Linked DNA regions of Mus musculus: regions 2 and 3 are each linked to region 1. Evidence: chromatin contacts called from public Micro-C and promoter capture Hi-C data. All regions are on one chromosome and are shown on one strand. The core of a region is the stretch at or near the end of the contact, and the rest is flanking DNA. Distances in the headings are between cores, read along the strand shown.

What was found. A called contact is a pair of places that touch in the nucleus more often than the background predicts. Capture Hi-C pulls out chosen DNA fragments and counts their contacts.
Region 2: a contact with region 1 is called in a Micro-C map of embryonic stem cells, with 2.8 times the contacts expected there. The contact joins the promoter of Tbc1d9 here to the promoter of Gipc1 in region 1. A contact is called at or near these places in 1 of 484 Hi-C or Micro-C datasets (embryonic stem cells) and 1 of 115 datasets of contacts at active chromatin or transcription factors (microglia).
Region 3: a promoter capture Hi-C map of liver shows a contact between it and region 1, with 3 times the contacts expected there. The contact joins the promoter of Samd1 here to the promoter of Gipc1 in region 1. A contact is called at or near these places in 7 of 39 promoter capture datasets (the 3T3-L1 cell line, embryonic stem cells, hippocampal neurons and 3 more), 4 of 484 Hi-C or Micro-C datasets (CD8 T cells, bone marrow-derived macrophages and granulocyte-monocyte progenitors), 8 of 115 datasets of contacts at active chromatin or transcription factors (bone marrow-derived macrophages, embryonic forebrain, embryonic stem cells and 1 more) and 2 of 9 other capture datasets (adipose tissue and liver).

What each region holds. Positions count from the first base shown.
Region 1 is chr8:83,651,349-83,654,059 of GRCm38.p6, reverse strand. Gipc1 (GIPC PDZ domain containing family, member 1) reads right to left here and starts at 1,382. Exons shown (of 7, transcript NM_018771.3): 1 at 1,323-1,382.
Region 2 is chr8:83,163,964-83,166,674 of GRCm38.p6, reverse strand. It overlaps Tbc1d9 (TBC1 domain family, member 9), which reads right to left and starts at 1,323. Exons shown (of 21, transcript NM_001111304.1): 1 at 471-1,323. The coding sequence starts at 600.
Region 3 is chr8:83,996,161-83,998,871 of GRCm38.p6, reverse strand. Samd1 (sterile alpha motif domain containing 1) reads right to left here and starts at 1,356. Exons shown (of 5, transcript NM_001081415.2): 1 at 307-1,356. The coding sequence starts at 1,200. It overlaps Prkaca (protein kinase, cAMP dependent, catalytic, alpha), which reads right to left. Exons shown (of 10, transcript NM_008854.5): 10 at 2,428-2,711.

The sequences.
Region 1 (2,711 bases), core at 133-2,632:
TTGGAGTCCTCTAAGCAAAATATGCTGTCAGGCACAGTGGCTGCTCAGTATCTGTAGGTGATGGGTGTGTAGTTCAGGCGTAGGGCACCTGCCTAGCGTGTGAAACCTCGGTCGGGTTCCACAAGGGCTGAATTGTAGAATGAATGTCTTACATCCCCGACTGCCTGTGGTTCAAACCCCCACAACATGACTGCTAGAGAGCTAAGTGTGTGCGTCTCTCCAGTCTGTCTGCAAGGAGCTGAAGGGAAGTGGGTTGGATGGATTTCCGGAGTCCAGCACTCTCATCCCAAAAAGGGCCTGAAACTCTGCAACCCCCGCAGTCACAGAAAAGCCAAGTGGGGGGAGCAGGAAACGGGTTGTTCCAGGGGCTCAGATAACGCCTGGCTTAGGGGACACCACACCTGCCCCGGTCGTCCCTCCCTCCTAACCCCGGGCACAGCATTGCTTCGGGGAGGAAGGCAGGAGCTTCTGATTCATTCTTGAAAAACCGGATCCTGAAGGTTTCATCTCTCCAGTGTTTCCGGGGCGGGGGCTGAGGGGCGTGAATGCACAGCTTGACCGGTCTTGGCCGCCTGTAGCCCCCGCGCTCCCCAGACACCAAGTCTCTATACTTCCAGTCATCCCTTTAACAGTGGAGAGTGGACAGGGTAGGTGGAAAGGAAATGGGGTTAAACGACCCATGGTATTTGGGCCTTGCCTCTCCAGCTCAGAGAAGGGACACGAGGGCAACCTGGAAGCTGTCTAGTGACCCGTGGGCGAGGAGAGGAAAGCAAAACCCAGCAGGTGCGGCTCCGAAGTGAATATGGGGGTGGCGGTGGGCGTGAGTCTAGGGGCTGATCTCTGGGACTAGTTTCTGGACTCAAAGGATACGGGTCCCTAAGCCCCATGGGTCATTTACTAGCTGTGTGACCTTGAGTAAGTTACTCCACCTCTCTGGCACTAGTGCCTCACTTCTAAAACAAGTTAATAACCCCTCCCAGGAGGGTGTTTTGATTCAACTGAGCTGTGCAGCATAAGCGCCGGACGAGGAAACACCGATCCGGGCTTGCGAGGGGGAGTCATTAAACTAGTGCTGCGGTTGTTACTGTTATCCCGACCTGGGTCTCGGTGTTCCCCCCAGCCAGCTTTGGGAAGAGGCCTGGGAAGGGTCGGGAACACTGACCCACCACCAACAGGGAGCGTCCTGGGAGCAGAGAGCAGAGGCGGACGGGAGGCCCGGCCAGCGGGGAGGGGTCCGTGTTTGGGGTCCCGACGCGGCCAGCTCCACCCCACCGCCACGGCTCCACGCCCTGGAGGCCGCCCCCCGGGCGGGGGACACTCACCTGCGCCGCCGCCACCGCGCGCGCCCTGCTCGGTCCTCTCGAAACTCCGCCCGGCTTCTCCCTGGGCCTCCGGGACTTGGGCGGGGCCGGCGTCCCGGGCGGACTAATCAGCGACGGCCGTGTGCACTCGCGACCAATGGGCGCCTCCCGTCGGAACGCTCCAGAGGGATCCCTCCGCCGCGCCTCGGGCTCCCCCCATTGTGCGAGCAGTGGTCCAACCTTACTCGCTCTAAATAGGGAAGGGCTGAACCATTGTGAGGCTGCAAGGGTTGGGAGACGGCGGGGGAGCTGGCAGCGAGAGTCAGATGACCGGGTTTGGAGGACTGAGTTCTGTATCCAGGAAAGCGCGGTTTTTGAGAGGTCAGCGAGAGGCTGGAGGGCAGCCCCAAGCCCCTCTTCCCTCCCAGAAAGATGCTTTGATTCCAGAGGGTGGACCACAGTGAATAGGGAGGGTCCCGCGTGTCTCCGCTTCTTCCACTCTACACAATAGACAAAGGCGATCGCGCATTCATTCAGTCTTTCAATATTTAAGTGCCCCTGCCTGGTACCAGGCTCGGTCCTGTCTCTATAGACACAAGGATGGAGTATACACAATGTTAGATACAGGGTGTGCAAAGGCTCCGAAGCTGCACAGAGAGCTGCAGAGCACTTCGCAAGCAAAATTGTGTAAGACTCTATGGAACGTATCAGAACAGTAGAACACTCGACTTGTCAATTGAGCACCTACTGTACGGAATCGAAGCTAGTGACCAACCAGTCCAGGCTTCTACCCTCAGGGACAATGGACTCTTTCTCCCCCTTCTCCTTCGTTCTTCTAGGTGCTCTAAGGTTGAACGTAGGCCCAGTTCCTCCTCCTCTTGGAGGATCAGCTATTGGGTCAAGTGCTCAAGGTTGAGGCACTGTTACTGGTGGATGCTAGGCTGACAATCTACCTTCAAGTCACTTCTCCTGCTTCCCTTTTATGAGTTTATCTCCATCTAACTCTGAGTTTACTGTGCGTACACTTTGTCATCCACTTTCTTACCTTTTTTTTAAAAAAAGATTTATATTATATTTATTATTATATCTAAGCGCACTGTTGCTGTCTTCAGAAGAGGGCATCAGATGTCATTACAGACGGTTGTGAGCCACCATGTGGTTGCTGGGATTTGAACTCAGAACCTTCAGAAAAGCAGTCAGTGCTCTTAACTGCTGAGCCATCTCTCCAGCCCCCACTTTCTTACCTTTTAACCCCCCACACACACACATACACACGCAGAGAGTGAGGAAGAGAGAAGGGAGGGAGAAAGAGGGAGGAACAGAGAGAGAGGGAGGGAGGAGAGAGAGAGAGAGAGAGAGAGGAGAGACTGGAAATTACTTGAATCTTTGAAACCTCAAAGCCAGTGACAT
Region 2 (2,711 bases), core at 74-2,573, 490 kb after region 1:
AAGAATTCCATTTTCCTTATTCATTCTCATAGGTCATGTAGGAAGTGACCACATCAGCCTCTTGACAGATTGCTTCCCTGGTAACAAAAGGGTATTTTATACCTAATTGCCCATAAAGACAGCTGAGTCCAAGCTAAGCATCTTCCATCTCTCTTCTCAATACATTCAGCAGTATGTTAAAGGGGGGTAGGGAGAGTATGCAACCCGGCGTTCGATTCTTAATAATTCACTCATTGCTAATTTCATCTTAACCCACTATGGGTCACCCAGAACTCAAAGACCCCATCGCCCGACAGGGTCAGGAAAGAGGCGTTTCTCTCCTAGTCTGGGGGAAAATAAAATCACAACTCGAGACACCTTCCAGGCCCCCAGACAGGGCCGGCAAAAGGCCCAGCCCCGGAGACCGGGCGGCGTCCCGGGTGTCCGCAGCCAGAGCCCCGGGCGGAGCCTCCCGCAGTGCCCGTTCTTACCCGCCAATCCGCCGCCGCCACCCCCGTCGCCCCCGTGGCCCTTCCTTCGTTGCAGAATGAAGTAGGGGTTGGCTCTCTCGGTGATCCACAGCGCGTTGGCCAGCAGTACCTCCTCCGGATTCACCCACATGGTCCTGGTGGCCGCGGGCAGTCGCACAAAGAGGCCCGCACACTGGCGCGCTCTCCCGGGCACACGCGCGCCCTCCCGCCCGTGGGTGCGGGGCCGCGACGGCCTTCAGCAGGCTGCGGCCCGCGGCTCCCGGCCCGCGACAAAGACCCAGCGGGCAGCCGGGAACGACGACGGGGATCGGGACCCAGCAAGTAGCATCCTCCCTACGGCTCCTCGCTCGCCAAGTGCACAGCCTCGCAGCCCGGCCCTGCCCACCGCAGGGCGAGCAAGCGTCGGGGCTCGGTCTCAGGGCGCGGCGGTGTTCAAGGGCGAGCTTGTGCGGGAATCCGAGCCCCCAGGGCGCCGTGATCACCAGCTGCCGAGCCCGAGATCACCGCTCGTGGACACTGCGCGTCGGGGCAACGAGCTGGAAGGACGCTCCCGGCGCTGGGAATGAATGACGACAGCGCGGCTCAGTCGCCGCGAGCCCGGGTGACCGCGGGTGGCTTCTCGCGAGCCCGGTAGGGACTGTGTGCGGAGCGCAGGGCCCCACGCCCATCCCAGCAGGGAGGAAGCTGCCCCGCTCCCAGAGCCTGCGTGTGGCGTGTGTATTCAAGGCTGACGCTCGGCGGGACAGCGCCACCCCTGCCCCGGAAACGTGTGTTCCCAGGTTCCAGACCTGGCTCTAGAGCCAGGAGTCCAAGGTGGACGCAGCCAATGGTTGGTAATGTTTTTGTTTCCTGCATCCCTGGATCAAGTCACGCGCTAAACTTGTCACCACCGGTGGCCACTCCCCTTCCATTCCTTTGTAATTAAAGTGGCCCAGCTAAATGCATTACATCACTTCTTTCCTTGACCTACAGGGCGTAAGCTATAGAGAAGTTGGAAACAGACCAAAAGCTTAAACCAACTAATTCTCCCCACAGCTGTTCCTATATTGGGCATTAGGAGCTTTGAGGGACACTAGCATTGTTTGTTTGTTTGTTTGTTTATGAAAATTAAACCAGAGGCACTCAGACCAGGCAACTTTATGCTTTTAACAATTTGTCTTTCCCTGCATTCCTGGAATCCCTTTCTGGTCTCAGCTCATTTACTGCGTATCGTACGCGACTAAATGCATTCACCCGAGAGATCGGAGAAATGTTTTCAGCCAAAGAGGTTTTCCTTTTCAGATGACCAGAGTTGTTGACTAGACTCTGCAATGGCCCAAAAGTTAGCCAATCGTGAGAATCTCCTCTTTTCAAATAACCAAACCATTCAAACACATTTTTTATGTGTGTACCTATGATTTAAATGTGTCCTTCCAACCCCAAATTCAGTCACTGTGACAGCATTAATCTGTGGGGCCATTAGAGGCAATTAGGCCGAGTGGGGTCCCTCATCAGGAATGGAGAAAGACACAGAAAGCAGCACACAGGAGTTGGGTTAGTTTATCCATCAGCTCAACTCTGTGAGGAAGCAGACAGAACCAGCAGCAGATGTGGCCCACATGGTTGTAGACTTACTGACCTTGACAACCATGCGAAATAAAAGTCTTTCCTTTAAGAGTTACTCATCTTGCCAGGTGTGGTGGCGCACGCCTTTAATCCCAGCACTCGGGAGGCAGAGGCAGGTGGATTTCTGAGTTCGGGGCCAGCCTGGTCTACAAAGTGAGTTCCAGGACAGCCAGGGCTACACAGAAAAACCCTGTCTCGAACAACAACAACAACAAAAAGAGTTACCATCTCAAGTATTTCATGACAACAGTACAGATGGACTAAGAGCGGTTTGGGTGTGTTTCTGACTGTGTTAAGGACTCTTCCAAGTAGCTGAATGAGCAAACTGGCAGCCATTCCATCAAGGCTTTGTGCCCAGCCCTGAGGGTGCTAAAGAAGTACAAGGCTCTCTTCCTGTCACCACAAGGGTCTTCTCCCTGATTTGTTTAATCATTTAGATACCTGTCCATTGACAGGGTCCCACTGTGTAGCCCAGAATGGCTTTGCACTCAAGAGCCTCTGGGCTCATGAAGCATAAGCATGAAGCTCTCTGGTTGGTCTGCACTAGCAACGGTCTGGCTTTTCACCTGTTTTTCATCTTCAGTCTCTTTAGGAGACAGACACTAGACCTTCAGGCCTTTAAAGATGCTCAACACA
Region 3 (2,711 bases), core at 107-2,606, 340 kb before region 1:
ACCTTTGACAACAACACGGAGTAACTTTTACGCTGTGCTGTCGTTTCCGTGCCAGGTTCTGGGTTAATAAAGCCCTCAATAGCCAAGTCTTACTAAACTCGTTCAACTACCCCCAGGGGTCGCTACTGTCAGCAATCCACGTTTACAGCCGAGGAAACTGAGGCTCCCGCAGATCAGATCACTGACCAAGACCACCGCGTTCGGAGTCCACGGGGACCGTGGGCGAATCCCGGCCACCTGACGTCCCGCTCCCTCCCGGGACTCTGGTCCCCGCCAACTTCGCCCGCACCTGCCCGGTGCGCTCACCTTGCTCCGCGCCGCGCGTGCGCTAGCGGCCGGCGGCGCCCGTCCCGGCCTGTCTCCGCGGGGTAGCGCGAGCGCTCCCAGGCGGGTGCGCTCCAGACGGCCTCGCGCCGCTTCCTCTTCCAGCAGCCCCTGCACGCGGCCGCGAGTGAGGCGGCCGCTGGCGCCGCCACTGCCCCCGAGGTAGCGCACGACTTCCCGCAGGCTCACGGGCCGCGCCGGGCCGCCCGCCCGCGCCGCGCCCCCCTCCGGCGGCGGCTGTGGCTGCGGCGGTGGCGGCTGCTGCTGCTGTGGCGGCGCCGGCGGCTCCCGGGCGGCGACGGCGGGCGGCGGTGCACGGCGCGGGCCGGCTGGGGGCGCCGCGGCCGGGGGCGCGGCGGGCGCTGGTGGCGGCGCGGCCAGGGGCGCGGCCCGCTGCGCCCGGGGACCCGGCTGCGCGGGGCCGGGAGAAGGGGGCGCTGTGGCGGCGGCCGCGCGGGGCGCCCGGGTCGGGGCGGCGACGGGCGCGGGCGGCGGGGCGGGCGTGGGCGGCGGCGCGGCGGGGCCCCCGCGGGGGACGCGCGGCGGGGCGGGTGGGGTGGCTCCGCGGCGGGGCGGCTGGACGCGCGCCGCGTTGCGGTACGAGATGCTCCCCTTGTAGCTGACCCGGAGCACGGCGCGCTGCTGGATCAGTTTCTCGAGCTCCGCGCGCGTGCGCTCCGGCTCCGGGCCGTGCCGCCGCCGCACCATCCGGCAGATGCGCTCCAGGTCCGGCCGCGCCTTGCGCGAGCGCAGCGAGTCGATGGTGTCCAGAATCCACTCTTGGTAGTGCGGGGAAGCGGCGGACGACGAGGCGGCGGCCGCCGTGGTGGCGGCCGCCGCCGTCTCCGGCGGGGGTAGGGCCGGGGGCCCCGCCATGCCTCCCGCCCGGCCCGGCTGCACGGTGCGCGCTGCCTCCCTCCCAGCGCGGCGCCCCCTCCCCGCTCCCCTCCCTCCGCCGCTGCCCGCCTCCTCCGCCTCCCCCCGGGGGGCGCAGCGCCTCGGCGGAGCGGCGGCGGCGCTGCTGTTTCTTCGCAAAAAAAAAAAAAAAAAAAAAAAAAAAAAAGCGAGAGAGAGGAGAGCGCGCGAGAGAGACAGAAAAAAAAATAGTGAGAGAGAAAGAAAAGAGGAAAAAAATATGCACACACTCACTCACTCGCACGCACGCACACAACAGCCCCGCTTCTGCTGGGCGCGCGCGGGGCCGGGGATGCGAGGAGGGAGGAGGGGAGCGCGGCGCGGCCGGCCCCTCCCCGCCGCCGCCGCACGCGCGCCCTGCGCCCGGGACACTCCGGCCCCCCTTCCTGCTCGCCCTCCCCCGCTGCCCGCCTTCCTCGCTCCCTCCCACCCCCACGCGCCCGCTTTTAAGGTGGAGCCCGGGCCCCCGCCCGCCCCGTGTACCCGTCGCTCTAGCTCACTCCGGCTCGCTCCGGCCCCCCCTTACAACTCCCGCGCGCTTTTTAAGGAGGCGCCGCGGAGTTGGCGCCGGAGCGGGGGCGGGGAGCGCGGCGGGCGGGGGAGGGGGAGGGGAGCCCAGGGGGGAGGGGACAGGGGCGGGCGGGGCGCGCGGGCGGCGTTCGGCCGCCCTCCAGCCATTGGGCGCGGGACCCAGACGTCCTCGGCGCCCAGCCCCCTCTCCACGCCTCTCCGCGCTCAGCGCTCTCGGGACCGCACTTACCGGGAACTAGCCGCGCCGCGGCCGGACGCGCCTCGCTCCTGGGAAGCCGCGGAGACCTCACCAGCGGCCCTGCCGCGCCTACATGAGGGCTTGGGGGCGCGCGGGGCTCCCCTTTTCTCCTACCCTGCTAATCCTGCTGCTGTTTGGCCGAACCGGTCCGAGTGGCCCTCTCCAGTGCCCTCTCTGTCCCGGACTAGACCGAAGTAGGGGTGGGAGCAGATTTGAGGGCCCCGAACTCAGGGTCAAAGGACAGTTTGCCCACCCCACCCCTCCTTTCTCTGGCCAGGCGGAGGAAGTACAGGAATTCCAGCCAAACCTGGTTTCTCCAAGGTCCCGAGGCCGGGGTCTCCAGAACCTGGACATTGAGGTTCGAAATTCCCTTTCCAACACCCCAAGGGTGTGATCGAAGTCGGGAAAACCAGCGACACTTTTATTTTAAAACAAAACTTTATTGGTAATAGTTTTCAAATATGTTTACAACAGCACACTGTTCAAGAGGAAGTCTCATCCTTCGAAGCACACAGGTTGAACGACCCCCTCGTCCACCCGGGGCCCCCACCCAGGCCTGAGAGCTCCTCCTTTTTGGGAGAAGTTACGAGAGGGATAAACACAGGGATAAATGGGGTAATTTCCCCAGCAGCTCCCCACCTTTCTATTGAGAGAAAAAGCACAATCAGACTTGGGGTTGCAGTGAGTGGGGACGCACGGCAAG